Regions from separate parts of the Ovis canadensis genome. Here region 2 is linked to region 1. The links are chromatin contacts, called in public Hi-C maps. All regions are on one chromosome and are shown on one strand. The core of a region is the stretch at or near the end of the contact, and the rest is flanking DNA. Distances in the headings are between cores, read along the strand shown.

Evidence for each region. A called contact is a pair of places that touch in the nucleus more often than the background predicts.
Region 2: a Hi-C map of lung shows a contact between it and region 1, with 2.2 times the contacts expected there. The contact joins the promoter of LOC138440597 here to the enhancer-like site in region 1. A contact is called at or near these places in 2 of 2 Hi-C or Micro-C datasets (fibroblasts and lung).

What each region holds. Positions count from the first base shown.
Region 1 is chr5:41,708,806-41,715,046 of ARS-UI_OviCan_v2, reverse strand. The region is part of intron 1 of ZNF608 (zinc finger protein 608); the gene reads right to left. Among named protein-coding and RNA genes, the nearest start is that of ZNF608, 7.3 kb to the right of the region's middle. Within about 2 kb of position 3,131, the one cell type or tissue checked has open chromatin away from gene starts, as enhancers often do. A contact at or near this core is called in fibroblasts, where this site is marked.
Region 2 is chr5:41,799,466-41,805,638 of ARS-UI_OviCan_v2, reverse strand. It overlaps LOC138440597, which reads left to right and starts at 2,981. Exons shown (of 3, transcript XM_069590282.1): 1 at 2,981-3,034; 2 at 3,997-4,081; 3 at 4,871-6,173. The coding sequence starts at 2,981. The coding sequence ends at 5,382. ZNF608 (zinc finger protein 608) reads right to left here. Exons shown (of 9, transcript XM_069591645.1): 3 at 2,766-2,853; 4 at 1-2,258.

The DNA of each region.
Region 1 (6,241 bases), core at 1,882-4,381:
TATAAAAGACCTCAAACAAAGGCCGGATAATGTTTTACCCAGGGCTCTTACTAAAACCAGAACCCAGAAGCTTGGCGGTCTAAAAGTCAAGGACTCCAAAGTTATTGTCGGTAAAAGAATATTTTCCTCATGATCAACAATCCCAGACTAATAGTTCTGAACCAGAGTAAGGTCTATGGAGAGCAAATACTGGTTCAGGACACTACCACATACAATTAGATTAACCGATAATCGCTGACCAGAGCTAGCCTGGGAGAGCCTTTGCCCCTCTTGCCTCCAGGGGGAAAATTGACAGAATAATTCAGATACTGACTAAATAGTTAGATCTTTGAAGAACTGACCCCTCATTGTGATTGCCTGCAGGAACTGAATAACCATTATTAAAGTGCTCAATGGCTGGGCTTCTGGAAATCTTTTAAATAAAAGTGGAACTGGTTAAAATAAATGTAGGAACATGTGTTTTCACAGTGTTGCTCATATTACTGCAATTCTGAGTTTCTATGAAGTACCAGGTGAACTTTTTTTAAATTAAAAAAAAAAAACAGGCACACACAGGCACAGTCAAAATTGGAGCAAATCTCAGCCATTCAACCCATGTTTTTCATGCTGAAAATGAAGAACAGATGGTTCTTTCCATGTTGTTTGAATCTGGTTATTGAACACCTCTGTGGTTAGGGAGATTTCTGCTTAGCACTTTCGGCATACATTTCATTTACTAACTATAAAATGCTGCTTAGGAAAAATAAGTCTTTATAACACTCTAATTAAAACCATCTTGCAGCCAAGCAATTTTACTCGAAGAGCATTCTTAACCTCATGACATTTTGACAATCAATCCCTCTCGCCCACCCTCCCCTTCTTTTTACAGACTATTTGCAAAGTTATTAAAAGTTGGTAAACATTATTTATCTCTTTTAGCACAATCAGTTGTTGAGTTTTCTTTTTTTTACATCTCTCCAGCAAACCCAGCAGATTTCAGATACTATGCTCAGAACCCAGTGATGTGCCTGGCCATGCAAATATTCCAAGCTACCATGGGTTCTCACAGAAAACTTCCTTGGGGAAAGGGCAGCCCATCTCAAAAGCCCTGTCACCCTATGAGGAAGCCAATAAAAAGAAAGGAGCTGAATCAATGCTGATTGGGAGCTGCCCTTAGTTACCAACCTTTTTAACAGCTAAGTCCCTTATGTAGCTTTCCAAACAGTTTGCTGTCCAACAACAATGGACTTTGTTCTTTAATTATAGCAAGTGACCTTTCTGCCCTTTTATTTCACAGTAGATAAACTGTGCTCTCTAACTAGAATCTGTAGGGGCACTGTATTTGGGGGGAACCCTATCATTCACAAAACTCATTAATCAAAATATGTTCTTCAACTACTCACACTCAGACAACGTGCCAGAATTCCCTAGTGAAGTGTAAAAAGGCTTCTACAAGAGAATAAAATGAATGATATCCTTTATAGACAGGTCCATTTGTAGATACCACATGTAGGCTGTTAAGGACCAGTTTAATGAAAGCAGCACAATATTATTGAAATCATTCTCTTTGCTAAATGTACACTGAATAGTTAGAAGCCCAGACCCAAACATAAGATTTCCTGTGCTTTTAATGTGTATCTGAAATCTCAGCTGTTTTTAAGAATTCATCTACGTATTTTTTAATTTCTCAGTGATCAAATAAACCCATATACCATACTGAACTTTAGCCCAGCTGATTGCCTGTGTCTGATAAGTCAAAACTATAAGACAGTTAAGGACACATGCAGAAGAGCCTCAATGCAGGCTATTATGCTTCAAAAGAAAAGGAGGGGGCAGGTGGAGAAGCAGGTTTTAACAACCAAAACCCAACCTGTCAAATCTACTTATTCAGACACGTCACTGGTGGCTTAACCACAAAATGGGCTATAGAAATACAGCTCAAACATCTTAGAATTATGGCATGTTTTGATTTTGTTCACGTATTAAGGGAGTGGCGACTTTTACAACATACTTGTGGTTTCCACATAAAGGAGGAGAACGCTCATTGATTTAATTAGGTTTCATAAGGTCCAATTTATCATGTTTTACATGACTTTCTGTAGTGAAGAAACAGAATAAACAGACCAAAAATAGACATTTAAGCATGCTGTGAAAATTAACCGGTGACAGCAAGTCTTATGAATCTCCTGTGAACCATCCAACCAGGGAGGGGAAAAAAAAGCACATACACCACATTACAACCCCCTCTGGTTTTCACATTTGGCCCCTTCATGAGCCACATCCGACTGCTGAAAATTAATCATCTTCACTTTTGAGACACTTACTCTTCACAACCCAGATAATCAAACAAGGCTTTGAAATTAAAACATTGTACAAAAACATCAAAAAACCTTTCTCAAAGGATGCCTCAGTGTCCAAATTATCTTGTCAGGTAAAGCTTGTCCTACTAAATCTTTCCCTCCTCAAGAGGTCTCCTCCCAATTTAGAAATTATTTTCTAAATTGAAGTCAAATTTTACACAACCAAGAGTTCGTGGCATTGGAGTTGCTTCCCTGGGAATCATCTGTACAAGGCAGTGCCATTCCTGTGTGCCAAGGAGGAAACATTCTTAAGAAAAGTCCTCCTGGGGTGAGGTGGAGGTAGACAGGAAAGCCTGAAGGAACAAGCTTCCAGATCCTGGGTCAGCACTACAGGACTCAAGGCCCTGAGCGCCATCCCTGAAGGGTCGCTGTGCCCACACCAGCAGCTATGGTTGGCAGTGGTGTGAATCGAAATACAATATGCTTGCTCCCCTCCTCCACCCCAGACCTGTCATAACTTGTTTGCTCTTCATTTAGGTCATTCACATTATCACATTTATACTGCTCTGACTGAAGATGAGTTGCATGTGTATGAATAATTTAATTCTTTCATTTTTCATCCAGTTTCCTCTGTGACTGGAAAGTGAAAAGAACACAAAAAACTGGAGAACCAATACCATGCTCTAATCTCAGTTGCCATGACAGCAGCCTTTGAGATACTGAAATGTCCCGATTGCCAGCTAAACAAAATTGTTGAATGTGAACATTTGGCTGGAAGATTAAAAGGCTAAGGGGAATGCAAAAGGGCAGTACCTCCCACATTCCAGGCAGCAGTGAATCCAATCAAATGGCTCTGACTCCTTAACCACAGCCATTGTGAGCACTGGATTAGGGCAATTCATCTAGATAGTTAGAGCAGATTAGAACTGCAATTTGAAGACTATTGGCAACAAAAGTAAATGCACTACTGTACTAATAAGACTTCAGAATGCCCTTTAGCAGAAATCGTGTGAAACTCTACATTTCAGCATAAGAATCAAAACCTGAATTTAAAAAAAAAATGTATCATCAGTTCAAAATGCTGTCTGACCAGGGGCTTATGGATTAAAGAAGCAGGCATGCAGGAGGTTTTTTTGATTTTGGCATCATCTACACCTTAATGTACCTTCATCAACTTCTAAAACTATATAACCCCAAACTTCATTCCTGTACTCCTATTTAAATCTTGAACAGAAGAAAACAAAAAGATCTTAGACAGCGGTGAGTAATTGGACACAGGAATTGTCACCCTTAAATATTTCACAATTCTGACAATATGAGAAATAGCAAAAATTAAATTATTGAATAAGCATATATATCCAAACAATCATGCCACAAACCACATGATAGGCATTCTGCTTCCGCAAGGCACAATCTACAGCATTAAGAGTTAACTTTATAGAGTCACCACTTCTCCCCCAGCTCACTCTCAACCTGTTCAGTGGACTGAGTGCCTTCAGCTCTGGAACATTACTTAATGCACAGTAATTGCCAGAGCATTAAGTCCTAGGCCTCCAGCACTAAGCAGCACAACACTGGGGGCAATTTCTCAAAGGCAGTGTCTCACCAGACTTTCAGACAATGACAAAAGATGGGCAGAAGGGTCCAAATTACCTAAATCAACCCTCCCCATGCTCAGATGCAACACATATTTAGAGTATCTCTTGGCTGTTTTCACATTTCAGCACGCCAATCCACCAAATCAATTTCACTTTTCTTACCAACCTTTCAGCTCCCTGGTCAAGCTAGAAATCCAAGCGATAACACTCTTTAAATCTCTAGCTAAGAACTGGGCAAGGGAACAAGGAAAGAGCCCTGGCAGCCACCAAAACCATTCCATTCTTGCTACACAGTTATGAAACCAGCGACCCTAGGATACCAATGTTCCATTCAAGAACAATAACAGGACGATATCCTTTAACAGGATTTTTTGGAGAACATCAGGAGAAAATCAGTGTGTGGAGGCTGGAGTGTAAATTAGAATCCTAGACATACTTCTATGGGGAGGGAATGTGAACCCTGCACCTGAGGACACATTACCAAAAATACTAGGACGTGCACATTAAAACAGAAGACAGTTCTCCTTAGGGGAGAAACCAGGACAAGAGGTACATGGGTCCAGGAGCAGATTTTCTATTAAAAGCACATTGCAACTGGCTGACTGGCCAAGAGCCCTTGGGTAAGGCAAAACGTACTTAGAGCACTCAGACCCTCCCACCACCTGAGGACCCAAACGCTAGCACCAGAAGCAGCAGTAGCAGCAGAAGCAAGAGCTAAACACTGCACCCAAGTAAGCTATCCCAGACCAAACGTTCACAGAAAAGATGCACAGAAGAGAAATCTCACAACGAACCAGAAAGCACGAAGTGCAAGGCACATAGAGGCACATCCCCCCACCCCCGACTCCCACACAAATGCACACAAAGAGAAAAGTAGGAGATCTAAGAAGGCGACTTTATCCTACCTTCTCAGTTTTCAGTTTCTTGATTCGCCTGTGGCTCTCCTCCTCCTCCTCTTCCTTCTTTACCAACATAGAGTTTCCCATGAGCCCTGAATCCGGGGCACTTTTGCTAACTTCCCCGGCAGCCGTGACGCTGCCACTCCCAGTGCCCCCGCAGTGGAAGGGGCTCGCGCCACCTCCATTGCTCTTGGCCCCAAAGCCATAGAGGTGCCCCCCGGAAGGGGCCTGGCTGCCACCGCCATTCTGGTGGCCCTGAAGCAGGTCGTGCTTGTCCTTCCTGGATTTCCCCGCATCCTTATCCCGCTTGGCTCCTCGGCTGCTCTGGCTTTTACCTGGCTTCTCCTCTTTGCTTTTCCCGCAGGAGGCTGCCCCCGCGGTAGCAGCGGAGGTGCCAGTGCTGGTACTATTGCTGTTCGGGTTGCCGCCGCCGCCGCCGCCGCCGCCGCTCACACTTTGACCCAGCGCTGAATTCATGCCAGTTGCCTCTCCAGGGCGCCCTTGGACTTCCTGCCTCTTGCCAGTGCCGCTGATCTCGGGAATCCCATACAAGGCAGCAGAAGGCAGAGATTTATTAGCATCCTTAGAAGTTTTACTCCTTTTCACTTTTGATTTGCTGGTCTCTTTGTGTGAATTCCCCTGGGGAGCAGAGGGCTGAACAGAAGCAAATTTTAGGCCATCAGCTAAGGCTGCGGGAGCGCCGGCCCCACTGGAGGCCAGACCTCCACAATCCTTAGAGTTGCTGCTGCTAGTAGTGTTGGTGGAATTATTCATTTCAAATTTCTGTCTGTCCTTCTCCAAATCAGCGTCCAAATCAATTATTAAATTTCCAACCCCGATTTCCCAATCATCGCCACTGTCATAAGTATCAACCGTATTTGGATCCACACCTTTTCCTGCCGTAGAAATGTTCACTGACATCCTGAAGATGAGATCTCTAGAATAAAAATCCGATGAACTTTCCTTTGGAGATGAGGGGACATTCGTTTAGCTCCGCTGGGCTTTCTCTTAAAAAAAAAAAAAAGAAAAGTCTTCTAATCTTCCTCTTCTTTTTCCTGCCCCAGGTTTGGGTCCAGGGATTTTACACCCTTCAGTCCAGGTCCACCTTTTCCTGTGAAGGGGGAAAAGTCGAATATTTCTTGTCTGGGTGTTACCAGAATAAAAAACGATTAATATTGGGGAGTCAGTAAGGGGTACAGGGAAGGATGGTGAGGAAGGTGGCTCATGTATTGTCTCCACAGTCCAATATCAGGTTTAAAGAAAAATAACCAAACCCAAAAAACATACCCATGACAGTAAGCATCTTACAGTAGCTAAAAAAGACAAGCCCTTTATCAACGACACAAAGATAATCACTTTTAAAAGGCATTAAAATATCTTAAGGATCTGAGTGAAGTTCAGAAAGGTTTAAGGAAAAAAAAAAGAGAGTTTAGCTTTTTTTTCCCTAGCACATACACATGATAAC
Region 2 (6,173 bases), core at 1,732-4,231, 91 kb before region 1:
GCACTGACGGCCCTAGTTTAGAATGGTTTTTGTTAGGCTCCGGAGTAGAGGGAGCTTTTGAGACTGTGGCCGATGGCATGTTTTTCTGTTTACTGTCCTCCTTGCCCAGCTCTTTCAAAGGGAGCTCGTTTTTCCTTTCACAGTCTCCTCTCCCAGTTTGGGCCATTTTCTGCTCTGCCAGCCTCTGGTCCTCATAGTACTTCTCATACTGCTGTCTATAGGCAGGGCTGGTGGCCATCAGAGACTTCTGGTCCATATAGAGCCCATAGGCATACTGGCCGTAATACAGTGACTGAGCCAGGGCCGGGTGTCTCTGGGTGATCACCGACTGGTGCTGAGGCTGTAAGGATGCAGGATTATGGTCCACTTTCTTAGCCTCGAGCTGCTCTGCCTTGTCTTTCTTATCCGCTTCTTCCTCAGACTCCTTCTTGATCTTCATCCCCTGGGTGCTCCCGCCATTCCCAGCTACAGGGGCGCCCACCTGCCCAGGGTGCATGTAACTGGGAGAATAATAAGGATCGTAGCCATGGTAATAGGGAGAGTGGGACTCTTTCATTTGAGATGATTGTGCTGTCGTTGAAGAATGTCCTTTCGCAGCGCCGTCCTTACTAGAGAGTATATCTGATGGGGAACTGGTCTTCGACCTCACGCCCTCTGACCTGCTGTCAGAACCACCGTCATCAGCAGCATCGGAGATGTCTGAGTAGGCGGGGCTGCTCGTCTTGGCCGCAGAACTCTCGGCTCCGTTCTGGGTCAGCACGTGCAGCGGGGCCATGGGCGCCTGTCCGTTCACCAAAGTGCTGCACTCCATCCTTGAGGCACTCCCGATGGAAGGGCTGGGAGCGTTGTCTGTAAAAGTGTAAACCTTATCAGCCTCGGCTTTGATACTAGCCATTCGACTCTCTTGAGACTCAGACAGTCCATTTGCCAGCCCTTCATTCTTGCTGAGATGGTCCTTTAAAAAATGTCCGGATAAATCTTTCCCAGTCCCCTTGGCATCCTCGAGTTTGCCCAGCTTTGCATCCATTTTCGGGCTCCCCGTCTCTTTCCCTTCTTTGTCCTTCAGCTTTCGCTTCTCCTTTTTCTTTTTGTCCTTGAGGGACACGAGGGCTGGGTTCACGGTGATGGGCTCCCCCATAATTGTGGGCTTTGGCTGAATGGGTTTTAACGGAGGACTCTTTGGTGTGGCCTGAACAACTGTGGTCAGTCCGGGTATGGTCCCCGTAGTGGTGCTTGGAAAGGCTGTAGTGGGAATAGCGATTAGCTGCGGGGGTGTGGGAGCTGGGGCAGGGGCAATGGGCCGGGCAGTTTTAAGTTTAGAGAGATTTTTGTCCATTTTGCAATTGTTGGCTTTTTTGCCCTTTTCTTTCTCTCCCAAAGTTTTCTTATCAATTAATCCTTCTGCTTCCAGTTTGGGCATTTCCACAGTCAAACTGCCGTCCACTGCTGAGCAGCTGTCTAAGGTGGCTGTCATGTTGGAGATGACTGGAAGATTATTGAGGTCATTGTTAAGACCCTTCTTTTTGCCAGAATTCTTCCCAGCCTTCGCTCCAATAACAGAACCTGGGCCGTTGCTCAGGAGCTCTCTCTTTCCCTTGGGGGTGCCGGGGGGGTTCCCTGAGCCAGGGGACACTGGCGCCTTCACCTGCTCATAAGCTGATACACTTGTGCTTGGCTCGCTGCATTCCAGCGCCACGTTGCTCAAGGCCTCCTCGCAGTCTGAGATCTTATCCTCACTATCTGGTTCGAACTCCAGCTTGTTCTCTGGGTCTAAGTGGGCATGAGCCTGGTGGTACCTGAGGCCGTTGATGTGCTTGTACTTTTTGTTGCAGTTTGGGTGGGGACAATCAATCAACACAGGAGAAGAACAGCCCTGGTCCAAAAAAGTCGTCTCTGGTTTCCCTTGAGGGGTGGTGGGAGTGCTTCTGGAATTTGTGCGGACACGCTTCCCGGGCTTACTGTCCTCGGAGCTGGAGTTCAGGTCTAGCTCCATTGGAGGCTTGTTTTTCCTTTTGTTGGTGGAGGAGGGGCTGGCTTTGATGTCCTCAGCAGCACAATTCGGGGGTGTCCTCCGCCCGCTGGCGTTGAGGCTGCCCCGCCTCCCCTTCCCATTGGCCCCTCCTCTGTTCTTGTTCTGCAGCCCTCTGGACTCTATGAAGCTGGCCTCCGAGCCCGGGGCAGCTGCGGTAGACCTTGCTCTTTTCCCTCGGCCTCGGCCCCCTCTCATCTCCAGGTCGCTGGTTGGTGACTCGCAGAACCTAGGGAAGCAAGTAACAGCGGTCAAAACGAGCATTTCCAAAGGAGCCAGGTGAAATCACAAGGCACGCAATGTAGTAAAGAGCAGTCAACTCCCCAGCAGCTTGAGCGCTGGGCCCAGATGAGGAAAAGACACCCAATTCTTCCACTGACAATTTCAATACCTATGACAGATCAGGCTACCAATGGCTTATGGTCTTCCTCAGAAAACCAGCTCAGGTAGCTAAGTTTTCAATGCAGTTCAAATTCCCATGTTGACGAAAAAGAAAACAAAGGAGATAAAGGAGGGGCAGGAAATAGCGATCACCCAAAAAACAAGCAATGTGGCATCTGCATTTTATTGTGTTCAATCCTGAATTGCTCATTGCTCTTTTGCTTGGTTTCAATTACAAACTGACTTTTAAGTATTATTAATCTCTCTCTGTAGTTTCCTTGCAAAGAGAAGGAGAGGGGAAGAAGAGGAAGGAGGAGAGAAAGACAGAGGCTGAAATCAAAGGCCCCGTGCCTACCTGGGAGGGGCCCAGTCGTGCTTGGTGCAGTCCAGTAAGGTCCCTACGTAAGTCTTGTTCCTCCACGTGACATTGACCACTAGGACACCTGCAGGAGTGGGGAATGAAGAAGGACCAAGGTTAGCACAAATTACCCTATTTCTAGTTCATTTATTATTACTATACTTTTTACCAGCAAAGCTCTATTCTCATTTGCTTCAAAAGCTGTGGTTTGCATGCTTCCTCTTTCTGGTTTCAGTGACCTCAAGCAAAAACCCACAGGAAATCATGTGTGTGTGTGTGTGTGTGTGTGTGTAAGTGTGTGTGTGTTCATGAGATACTTGTGTGGTACAAAAGGGTAAGGCTGTGTGTGAGAGGGTAATCAAGATACTGCTGACAGAAGGAAATGGTTTTTGCCATGTCCTGCTGTAAAACAGCAACACTCACCTCTTAATTTTTCTATTATTACACATAATTGCTTTCGTTTGGCAAGCAGCCAACAAAAACTAAGCGCCAGTTACCAGTGCTTAAAACAGAAAGTGACTGAAAGGAATCGGTTTTGTTTCCAATTCAATAATATAAAATAATGGTGATTTTTATTTAGGGAAAAAAATGATGTGCATGCAAGAGGGAGCTTGGAGCTCAGATAGGAGACAATCAGCTATGATTTATTCTTCCTAATCCTCTCCTCTCTGGCTTTGTGAGACAAGAATTAGCCTTAGCATGGTATCTATTTCACTGTTTGGTCTTGTTTCATAGTAAGGACTCCTAAAATAGCCCTCTTAAGAAAATATATGTACACAATAGGTTTGCTCTTGGGGTTATCTTTAGAATCAGCTTTAGTAAGCACTTGCCACAGAGGATAAGGAAAAAAAAAAAAAACCCTCAACACGAACACACTTGTTTCCTGCAAGCCATTCTGCTTTTCCCAACTGCTTTGCAGACAGACAATTTAATTTAGCACTGCATCTGTGAATTACTAAACTTAAGTGCACTTAGTATACCAAATGTCAGAGGGAAACAAAATATAACATCCTCTTTATTTCTCCAGAGGACAAGTGCCTTAAAAAAAATTATAATAAAAAACAACTCATTTCTTTAAAAGCACACATTAAAAGGAGGTAGATTTTGCTTTTGAGACATATATAAACTATTAGGGTAAAGAAATAAAGTGTGTCTTAGTTTCTATAAACCACCAGTCTCCCTTCTTCCTTGGAAACACCAAGAGATAATACTCAAAGTCTATTTTTAGCTGGCTTACTACACTTGCTCACTGCTATTTGAATTCTGCAGAGAACTTGTATTGAACTCCTCTGTGGTAAGGGACCCCTCACAAGGTAAGACTCATTTCCTTGGGAATGTCTTTAATAGCAGGTAAAATATTTGGATAGTTGGGACTCAAGTAGTGGGGAAGAAAGGATTTCTTTCAAAAGTCCCAAAAAGAGATTTAAAAATTGTTTCCCATATGGTCTGTTACTATTACTTAGGTGACAGCTGAATTTACTCACTATATCAATGGTGGTGGGGGGGGAGGGGAGATTACATGAAGGAAAGTAAGCGTTTCCTCAAATCATAGTTGATTCCATTCTAATTCCTTCACAGGGAAAAAAAAACCCCACTCAAGTCATTGAGTATAAAAATGCTTATTGAGATGAGAGTCAATGGTAATTAGGCATTTGGTAAAAATGTGCACAAGACAGAAGAATTGGAGGAAAGGATTCTTTATGAGCACAACCCTTCAGGAAAAGGGAGGGGTGGAGACCAGGCGAAGGGGAAGACCGAGCTGGTTTTCTCATCATTTGCTCTCTGGGGCACTGTGTGTGGTGTCAAAGACCTTTGCAGCTGCTTAAAATTCTTTAGCATGTCAGCTATATTTACAGCGCAGGAATATATCTGTATTGCCAGAAGGTTACTGCATTTTAGCTTTAGATGCAATAGGCTGAATCACTGCGTTCCTGAGTCCCTGATGTAGCACAAATGTATAATTAAAATTGCTTGAAAGGAAACATGAAAGAAACAACAAACCCTCCATTCTTACAGTAATAAAATTAAAAACAGGAAAAGTCTGCGCAGACACTTAACATTTGTCTGCAGTGAAAGGCTTTTGTTATTGCTTTTCCCCTAAGGGTTTCGCGTTTCCAGCAAATGCTGGCCATGGATTGGCCGGCGCCTGCTGGGAACGCCAGCGTCTGATTGGCTGAGCCGAGGGCGGCCGCCCGGAGCAAAGGCTGGGGATAAAGGAGTATCGCCGGGGGAAGAGGCGGCGGCCCGGCTGCCACAGCTGTGGACCGTCCACGAGGCGGGGGCACGCTCCCCAAGCCCGGGTTCTCTTGGGGACAGAGGGCTGCCCAGCTGCGTAAATCAATGCGGGCTGATCCGTGTGATGAAAGGCTACTGTCCACGTGACCGCGCTGAGTTTCCCACCACGACCCACGCAAAGTTGCTCCATGAAGCACATCAGCCTGCACACCACCCTCAGCATCGAATTCCTGGTCTTGGAACAGGACAAAGGGAAACCTGGGAGCCGGAGAGGACGGACCCCAATATGCAGGAGTTAATCACTGAGTATGTGGAGTTTTCGGGTGAAGCTATCACAGGCGAAACAACTCCACACTGCAAAACTATTCCCATCTCCTGATACTGTTTCTAGACGCCACACTTATCTAAGTACAAGTAAAAATCACCATTATTAGCACTTGGTGGGAATAAAATTCTTTTTAAAAAATGTCCATTTTCAACCTAAAAGGGCCTCAATAAGTTAGGCTAATTTTCCTAGAATCCCCTCCATATTTTAAAAGATGCTCAAAATGAATGCTCTAATCCTGGGAAGATGTGAATAGTTTCTCTAATTAAATACGTGTGTTTGGTCTATTTTTCCCTTATATGCACAATCCACTTCACAATGTCATGGAATATTTATGTCAGCCTAGAATTCACGTGCAGAATACAGGCATGCACATGTTTATGCGGCCCAATCTGCTCTATGGGAATGAGGGCTTAAGGAACGCTTCTCATATAAACTACAAAGCATACTGTTTCTTTGTCAGGAAGTCTGTGTTCAGACAACATCCTATCGTGAGGGGCCAAGTACAAAGGTAGTGTTGAACTCTAAAAAAACATATAAAGGACTTATCTTTTTGAAGTCACATCTTGAACACTTTCTAACCCGTGGTGATAGAAAACAGACTATACTTTTGTGAAAATGAGTCCTTTTAAAAGTTCAAATTTTATAAATCTGGGTATGGTTATTTTTCTCACATAAACTAAAAATAAATGTACATTTATTCCAAAAGAATTAATTTTACTGCACATTTATTCTTTCAAACATCTTGCCAATTTGTCAGGTGCTGGGGACACTGTACAAGTCCTTTTCATCTTTATCTTCTCAAGTATCCCACCAGATTGATCATCTTCCCTTCCTACCCACAT